Linked DNA regions of Rattus norvegicus: region 2 is linked to region 1. Evidence: chromatin contacts called from public Hi-C data. All regions are on one chromosome and are shown on one strand. Each heading gives the region's core, a stretch centred on a gene start, on an enhancer-like site or on the middle of the called end of the contact. The rest is flanking DNA. Distances are from core to core; before and after follow the strand shown.

What was found. Hi-C and Micro-C count contacts between places; a contact is called where the count stands out from the background.
Region 2: a contact with region 1 is called in a Hi-C map of the A7r5 cell line, with 6 times the contacts expected there. The contact joins two enhancer-like sites. A contact is called at or near these places in 11 of 12 Hi-C or Micro-C datasets (the A7r5 cell line, the Rat2 cell line, Schwann cells and 7 more) and 1 of 1 datasets of contacts at active chromatin or transcription factors (oligodendrocytes).

The regions. Positions count from the first base shown.
Region 1 is chr4:46,271,339-46,276,337 of GRCr8, forward strand. No RefSeq gene overlaps it. Among named protein-coding and RNA genes, the nearest start is that of Tes, 57 kb to the right of the region's middle. Within about 2 kb of position 1,508, at least 1 of the 93 cell types and tissues checked has an H3K27ac peak or open chromatin away from gene starts, as enhancers often do. A contact at or near this core is called in the A7r5 cell line, where this site is marked.
Region 2 is chr4:46,366,957-46,371,335 of GRCr8, forward strand. Tes (testin LIM domain protein) reads left to right here. Exons shown (of 7, transcript NM_001039344.2): 7 at 1,602-2,826. The coding sequence ends at 1,790. Among named protein-coding and RNA genes, the nearest start is that of Tes, 38 kb to the left of the region's middle. Within about 2 kb of position 2,990, at least 4 of the 93 cell types and tissues checked have an H3K27ac peak or open chromatin away from gene starts, as enhancers often do. A contact at or near this core is called in the A7r5 cell line, where this site is marked.

The DNA of each region.
Region 1 (4,999 bases), core at 258-2,757:
AGGTGTGTAGCAATGGGGGATGGGAAACTGGGAGTAGCCACAAGAAAGTCCCAAATGCCAGGAAAACAAGAGTCTCCCAGGACCCCACAGGGATAACATTAGATGAAATATCCCACAAAAGGGAGAAAGAACCTGCCAGAGACCATTTCCAAGTGTTAGGCACGGTCCCCCATTTGCGGGATAAGGCCACCCACCCATCTCCAACCATTTTCAACCCAGAATTGTTCCTGTCTAAGGGAAATACAGGGACAAAGAGCAGAGCAGAGACTGAAGGAAAGGCTATCAGAGACTGCCCCACCTGGGTATCCATCCCACATGCAGACATCAAACCCAGACAATATTGTGGATGCCAAGAGGTACTTACCCACAGGAGCCTGATACAGCTGTCTCCTGAGAGGATCTGCCAGATCCTGACCAGTACAGAGGCAGATGCTCGAAGCTAACCATTGGACTGGTCACAGGGACCCGAACGGAAGAGATAGGGGAAGGACTGGAGGAACGGAAGGGGCCTTATCTGTCATCAATGGGAGGGAGGTCTTTGGTCCTGTGAAGGCTTGGTGCCCCAGTGTAGAGGAATGCTAGGGTGGTGAGGCAGGAGTGGGTGGGTGTTTGGGGTAGCACAGTACCCTCATAGAAACAGAGTAAGGCTGGATGGGATAAAGGGTTTGCAGAGGGAAAACCGGGAAAGGGGGATAACATTTGAAATGTAAATAAATAAAATATCTAATTTAAAAAAAGAATGAATAAATTCCATCATGGAAAAACAAAAGAGTTCAAGAAAAGTCACCATTAGCTACAGAGCAAGCTTGAAGCCAGCCTGGCCTACATGAGACCTTATGAAAACAAACAAACAAACAAACAAACAAACAAACAAAACCCTGTGTCAGAATTCTATCACAAACCCAGTTAAAAGAAAACATGGGGAATAAATGCAAAATGTGGAAGAGATTCCTTCCTGAGTCCTCTAAGCTTAGAGTTCACAGTGTACAGGACTGGGGTATCGGGGTATAGCTCGGCTGCAGATCTGTATCCCTGTGATTGAGGCTGGTACCACCTAACTCGGCGAAGTTGGGCATCTACAGAAGAGTTGTGTCTATTCATGGAGCTCAGACTCCACATCAGTCTCAGGCGAAGTCAGCTGCCAGAGGACCAGGCTGCTTCCTACTGTACACACCCCTGCCTGAGCCAAGCCCCCGTCCAGGTATGATTCTCTCCTCCTAGAACTTTAAGGGAGGCTGTGACAGGTTGACCTGGATCTCCATTTTGATTTTTCCTTTTTCTCAGGCCTCGGAATAACTTGGTCTTAAACAATAGATTCGTTCTCCGATAGTGCTTACACACAGCATCCAAGTCTCGTGAATGACAAAATGTCCCAGACCTCCATTGCCAAAGAAACCTCTTTTCTTCCCAGTATCCCCAGGGAGATCTGGTTGGAGAGAGCTGTGGGTCTGTGCTCATTCCAGGAAGAGCTGCTGACCTCCTCCAAGAGGGCATCCAGGCTTATTTACTTGAGCCTTCTGTTTCTCCCTGCGCTCCTGGAACCACGTGGTACTCACTTCTTTGGCTGAATTGTCCTCTTGTTTCTCTGCACTTTTCTGCTGTCCTATCACCCCCTTCGGGGTTCCTGATGCTGCTGAACACGTTTCCCTTGGAATAGGAGTGTTCTTCGTTATCCTGACTCTTAGTTCACGGTACTAAATGAGGCAAGATCTGACTACCTGGGTATTCCACAACGGCTCCCATATTGCAAAACTGACCTTGTATTCAAGAACTGCTCCCTGTATCCCAGAACTGTTCCCATATCCCAGACCTGCCCTTGTATTTCAGAATTGCCCCTGTGTTCCAGAACTGCCCCTGCACTCCACAACTTCCCCTTTATCCCACAACTGCCCCTGAATCCCAGAACTGCCTCGTATCTCAGAACTGCCTCTGTATTCCACAAATGCCTCTGTATCTCAGAACTGCCCCTGTTTTCCAGAACTGCCCCTGCATCTCAGAACTGTCCCTGTATTCCATAACTGACCTTGTATTTCGGAACTGCCCCCTGTATCTCAGAACTGTCCTGTGTATCTCAGAACTGACCCCTGTATCTCAGAATTGCCCCAGTATCTCAGAACTGCCCCTGTATCTCAGAATTGCCCCTGTATCTCAGAATTGCCCCTGTATCTCAGAATTACCCCTATATCTCCGGCCTGTACCTACATCCCCTTTCCTCTACCTTCAAGAGTGTATGAGGTCACAAATTCTTTTTATCCAAACGTATTGATTAACCTGACAACCTGCCAAGCATTCTTCACCCGTGAGGAAAAGAGGGGTGGGAAATCAATGCTGCCAGTGCTTTAAATAATTATAATTTTAAAACAGAAAAATTATGAGTAGCTTATTATCTTTGTGGCAAATACACCTCCACTCGTACATGAACAAGCACATGCAGACAATCTCTATCTGTCATTTTTATGATTTCCCGACTGTTTTCTCTCAGCTCAGTATCCCTTCTTACTGTGGTTAGGGCTTCATTTCACTGATAGGTTTATTAGAATTTCCTAAAGTACTTAAACAAAATAGATCAACATCTTTGATTCATGCACTAGATCACTAAGCCTTTATTAAATTTGATCCCAGTAAAGTTGTAAGAGAGCAAATTCTATTAAAACAGAAAAACCAGACATGGGTATTTCTCATCAGTAATCACAGAACTGTAGAGCTGGAGCGAAGCAGATTGTAAGTTCAAAGCCGTCTGAGCCACAGAGAAAGATCTCGTTTAAATATACACAAATAAAAAGCACAACTAAACTCATTTCATAGTTTGCTACTTATGCAACCACAGTGCACGTATATAAAACACCTGAATATCAAAAATTTGAAATTAATATAAATAAAAATTAATTTTCAATTTAAGTGCATTTGTAGAAATAGTTATGTCATATATGGATGTTCCCATATGGTGAAGGAAATTGCTTATAGCAGAATAACGAGTATACTTCTCTCTTCCATTAGGTGGCAGCAACGTTCTTCCATACTGTTAAGTTTTCCAACCGTCTTTCATCTTCTTATAGTAAGATACACCTCACACAGAGAATTGATACTTAGTTATTCCTTCTCAAGGAAAGAGTCTCCATAAACACTAAGACTAGTGATGTATCGAATTTAAAGGCTTACTGGTTAGTAGAGGAGACCAACTTTTAAATCTTTAAAAAGCAAGTAAAATCATTTTAATTTTTCAGTCCAGTTTTAATAACACATGGGAGCCTCCTTTCCTTTCTCATCATCTTGTCATCTGACTACCCTCCTGGCTGCATAATTTATTCCTGCCTAGAAACCCAGACTTCTAAATCACCATAGGATATCATCAAAATTACCCTCAATTGTCTAAAACTGCATAGATCAGTTGAGAGTATCATATCAATTCCCTCCATCTCCAAGTTTATGAGGCTCCTAAAATTCACTTGTCCCTATTTCATCAACATCCTCAGGTGTGGCAGAGAAGAGTCCACATATGGATACAGTCTTGCCCCATGGGAGGAGTCCTTCAATACTTACATGGTGAGAACTTCTTCCTTCATGCTAAAGACTCCTCATGAAGGGAGTGTGGGCCACTGGAGTGGGCTTCCCCATTCTATGGCAGTATAGGTAAGTCCTAGACCAACATGGCCCCAGGGTCCTAGACAGCTATTGTCTCCAAAGTCCCCCTCTTTATCTAACCTCAAAAGAACTCATGCTGTAGATGAAGCTCTGACATCAAACTCTGCATTCAAAGTCTTCCTCCTCAGGACCACACGCTCACTTCCCCACTCTCCAAATTTCTCCCAACCTTTAAATAATGGAAAACACTGATATTTTGCATAACAACAGAAAAATGAATGTATTTTATAAAGGGGAAGCCGGTGGTTTCCCACCTCAGGGTTTTCTTCCAGGCTCCACTTACCTGCACCATTCAGCTTTAAACAGTCTAAAGTTTGTAACCACTGTGACACTAGTGGATTCTACACTCACTTTTTTACTTTATCAAACTACATGAAACATAATTTTGTGCTCCAATTCTAAGATTGTGGTACAATGAGCTTTGTCAAATGTGTGAACGCAAGCACTGTCCTAATCAAGCCACACATAATGTATCTGCCCTTTACCTGCCAAGTGAGCTCCCAAGTTGAGCAAAATAAAGTGCCTTGTATGCAACTATGAGGTCACCCGGGAGGGATAAGGACACAGCCACTTTCCTTGAATGTCACTCTGGGGTGAGCCTCAAAGAGATCTGTCACAGAAGAATGAACTTCCACGATTGCCAAATAAATCCCAGGCCCTAGGCGAGGTTAGCTGCCTTCCTGCATGTGTCAAGGTGGAAAGAAGGCATCACCATTTCAGCAGTTAATGTGTGATGGTGCTAAGATTACAAGAATGCATGGAATTTTTGTTTTCATTTCACTTCCTAGCTTTCCAAATTTCAAGTAGTATATTCATGCTAATTTTAATATGGTAATTTCAAATTAAATATTAAAACATCTTAACATGCTATATATACTTAGCTGTACAGCTAATTGGCCAGTATTTTTGTGTTTTCTCTGCTCCCAGTAGGCCATCTTCTCTTGTAAAAGCACAGGTATTTTCTATGCTCACCCTTGTTCCTCAAATAATGATGCATAGACCTTCATATTTTTTAAGGCTCTTGCACTATAACTGGGCAGATTCTGATCTATTCTAACCGGACTATGCTGGCCTGGCCTACTGCCCAGCCACATGTCCTGTTGCCTGCCATCTTGGTCTTGCCCTGGCCTCCTGCTTCATTTGTGTCCTCGTGGCATCTTCCCTTGGCCACCTGAGACTCCACCTCCCTCAAGGCACTGAAGCCCTCCTACCTTACATTCTCCTGCCCAGATAGTAACCAGCTCTTTGTTAACCAATCAGAAGATGATGGAGAACAATGTTTTACAAAATACAGAATCAGAAAATACCTTGTAATAATACCCAAGTCCAGACTGCAACCAGATCTCTGGGTACAGAA
Region 2 (4,379 bases), core at 1,740-4,239, 97 kb after region 1:
AGTTGTGAAGCTAAACTGTATGGAACCATAAACCCTAAATGCAACACCATGCCATTTGTGTATCCGTGTGATTCTTTCTGACCTAAAGACTCCCCTCAATTTCACGTGCAATTGAATAACTGGTTTGTCTTCTTTCTTATACTAAAAATGAAAAGGCCATGTTTCATCTAATAATAAAATGATCCACAAATAATGTTACAAAACAGAAAGTAAAAAAGGAAAGCAAAGGGGTCCTCTGTCACACAGTTCTAAAGTGTCGGAAGACTAATACGAAGTACAGAAAACCAGAACATTCTACGTGAGCTATCGCACTACAGAAATTCCATGCAAAAGCAACCATTTGCATGATGCGGCTGCAGATTCAGGGGGAACTTAGAGCTTCCACATTGAATATTATTTGTATTCAGGACACCTATCTGCATTATGCAAAGAATGTCTGTTTCCCAGCCAGGAGGTAGTTGTTAGACCTGTAGATAGAGTCTCTACAATAAGAAGGTACGTAGCTGTAAAATATACAAAAAGTATATTTCAGGTCTGCAGTGGCTGTGTGATGCAGGTCACCTCATTGTCCAACAATGGCCGTCCCACTGCAGTAATCCCCAACCAAGAGACAAGTGGTACTTAAGGTTGATCAGTGCCACATGGTATTCCCTCAGCTGTTGTAAAACCAAGATCTTAGATGTTTCTCATTTTATTCAGGTCATATATAAACAATGCAAATGACTCTCCTGCGTTGAAGCTTTCCGTGAGGTGGTTTTCTGTTGTAATATTAATGGCTGCTTCTCGTTCTCTTCATGTGTATCATCAGTTAAGAATATTACGCGTATGTTTACCTCATTAGTATATTGGAGTATAACATACCCAGGATACTGAATGGTGGGCTAGGAATATACCACCTCCGTCAGTACTGTCCTGACACAATGTGCATGGTGTCCTGGGTTTCCTGCACAGCACTACCTAAATCACCCGGTATCACAGCCCTCGGGAGGCGGAGGGAGGAGAAGTATCACGAAGTTAGGTCCGGCCGAATACCTTCTCCCAGACAAAACAAAACAAAGGGTGCTGCAGGGAAGGGAGGTATTAAAGTTCATGGCATAGATCACAGATAAACGATGACTAAACTTAGGACAGAACAGAAGCTGATTAACTACACGTTATATTTATGGTGTGAACCCCTCATTCGTTTTCAAATACTGTCTGTACTTTTATTCAAATCCTTAATTATTTTGAGCATGACTTTAGTTTACTACTCTCTTGAAATTGGTGGGTGTTAACAGTCACCTGTGTCAGTGTCCTAGGCATGACACATCCTAGTGATGTTACCACTTCAGAGCGTTAATGAGTGCGGGAAAACAGTCTTAGAGATTCCTTCTAATTGTTTCGGTGAAATCTACTAAAATTTGACTGGAAACAAGTGCGGTGCTTTGGGATTTGCCATCATAACTTCCTATTTACACCCTGAGGGACATCTACGGACCGCACTCCCACCCTGTCCGTCACCTGCCATTTCTCGGCACACTCAGCATACAGGGCCCCGTCGGCACAGTGTCTCACAAAGATGTCGCTGTCTCTAACCCTCTTCTCCATTCATCCCCGAGCAGGTGTGTCAAGGGTGCCACAATGCCATCGACCCGGAAGTGCAGCGAGTGACGTACAATAACTTCAGCTGGCACGCGTCCACGGAGTGCTTCCTCTGCTCCTGCTGCAGCAAGTGCCTGATCGGGCAGAAGTTCATGCCTGTGGAAGGGATGGTTTTCTGTTCTGTGGAGTGTAAGAAGATGATGTCCTGAGTGAACACCAAGCAGTATTGAGCCATAGCTGTCTACAGTGGCCTGCATTTCATGATAAACTGCAGTTTAAAAAAAAAATAAAAAATAAAAGGAAAAAAAAAAGCTACATAACGAACCGGAAGATTTTGTCCAATATTTTTCTCTTTTTAACCATTATGAATTTTGTCTGTCTTATTTTTAAATGACTGCTTTAAGCGCATGATTTAAAAAAAACAGTAAAGAATTATAGCTTTTATTTCTGCACATTAAATATTTGAGTTGGAAGCTTGAATTTAATCAATCCTTATAACCGCATACTCCTAGTGCTAGATATATTATATATATATATATATATAAAATCACTTAAAATTAGTGTCCTGGGAGAGATGAACATTTTAACTTCCATGCTTGTCCCCCATGGGAAATGTAAAGGAAGTTACAACCGCCTGTCGAGCGGTTTGATGATGGTGACGTCAGCTCAGTGAGGAGTTCCTTGTGGCAGGCAGTGTGGTCCACGTTGGGTGTTCCAGTGCCTAAGCCTTTGCATCCCCCATGGAGGCAGAGGGGCCTCTCCCTCCTGCATCTCTCTCTGGTTACTTTACCTCTCAGTATCCTCTTTTGTCATCTAGCGACCTCCATCTGTGGCCTTGAATATTTTATATGTATGTGGTTAGGACAATATGTGCACTTTGCTCTTAGAGATTTTTTTTTTTTGTTTTTTTGTCCAGAAGATAAAAGTAGGCCATTCATTTAATTTTTTTGAAACCCAAAGAATATATAGGTTTTGTACCCAGGGAATTATAACTCATGCTGATGTCACCTTAATGCCATGCCTTGACTCAGTTGTTTGCATGATTTCCAATGTTACCAGATGGATACTCTCTTGTGCTACCTCTGAGCTTGCTATAGACACAAAGGCTGTCTTCTTTGCCTGTGCACGCGCATCCTTGGGTATTTTTTAATGTTTTCCGTGTATGCTTTCATACATAACTATGCACTATAAATATTAAATGGAATGACTTATATGATATTGAAAATAAAGCCTCTTTCACTTTAATAATGGTCTTCCTATGTCCTTTTTGTTGAGTGGAAAAATCCTTCTGCAGTTAAGTATCGTGTACAGCAGGGGGCGCTGTCTCCAAGAGCAAAAAATTCCCCTGACAAAAGTAAAGGCAGCTGCTGATCCAGCAGACAGATTGGATTTCTCATTGCAGACAAAGAGAGAGTGGTTTCATAAAGATTTAAACCAGGACTTTCTAGTAATTCTTAGGTCATTCAGGAGCCTGTCATTCTTTTAGTTAAACTTTAAACGAGTCAAGTGTTTCATTTCTTTGTTGTTTTGAGAAGAAATTTTTTTTTCTGTTTTTTTTTTCCTTCTTTTTGCGACGGTGTCTCACTAGGTAGCCCAGGCTAGCCTACTTCACACGCTCAGTTCTGCATTAGACTCCCAAGTTTTAAGATTTCAAGTGTGCCCCATTGTGCCTAGCTATAAATAGGATCTTATAAATTTTCCTAGGTGTTTTTTGGGCTGGATTCTAGATTATTAGCGGACTCTGGGGAGTGTGTGTGTGTGTGTGTGTGTGTGTGTGTGTGTGTGTGTGTGTTTCTTCAATCTGAAACTGGGTTGGTTGTTTTCTTTTGAGATAGGGTCCCATGTATCTTAGGATGGCTCAAAACCACTACAAGACAAAATGACCTTGAACTTCTGATCATCTTCAAGTCTTTCTCTAAGTGCTGGGATTGCACCAGTGTACCCTAGATTTATGCTGTCTCTTGGTTGGACTCAGAGTTTTGTGCATGCTGGGCACACATCCTGCATATTGCACCCCCACCAAGTGAATTTTTGTGTCTTAGTAAGTTTAGTTTTTCTGACACATTCTCAGGACGTTTGGTTTGGGTTTTTTTTTGTTTTGTTTTGTTTTTAGTTACTGTTGAGTACTGCGCTGTTGGTGTAAGAAGCACACACACGCACGTGCGCGCGAGCGCGCACACACACACACACACACACACACACACACACACACACACACATGGAGTAAGTACATAAGTACTTACAAGTACAAGCACACTGCGTCCCCTCTGCTTTCTGGTTCCTCCATGGTGAGAAGTACCTTTGTAGTTTGAGCACACAGAGCAGTGTTGACACTATCCTGGTGAGATACACATCACTCTACTCTTTGCCTTGGTTTGCCTTAAATAGTAGCACATACTTTCCAGTCCATTTTGACTATGAAGTTTAATACTTTTCCCCGACATTGGCAAAGTGAGCCTAAAGCGGAATGGACTCTTCACACCACCACAGTCATCCTGGCTGTCCCTATGGCTAAGACAGAATAAGGCTGGCACTAAGCGTCATTCACTAAGAGAACAATTACATGTATCTATCATGGAACAATAAAGGTGGGCGTGGTGTAGATCCACCAGGCCTGGCTCTCCCCTCAGAAGTTCTTTTGTCCTCGTAGTACAAGGTCATGGCCTCCTTGGCTCAAAAGTGCTCAAGATACTTGGACATGTCTGTTGTTAGCTGATGACCTTGTTTGCCTCCGTTGCTGTGATAAACATCAGTACCATAAACAGTTCCAGGAGGGGGACATTTGGCTTATAGATTAG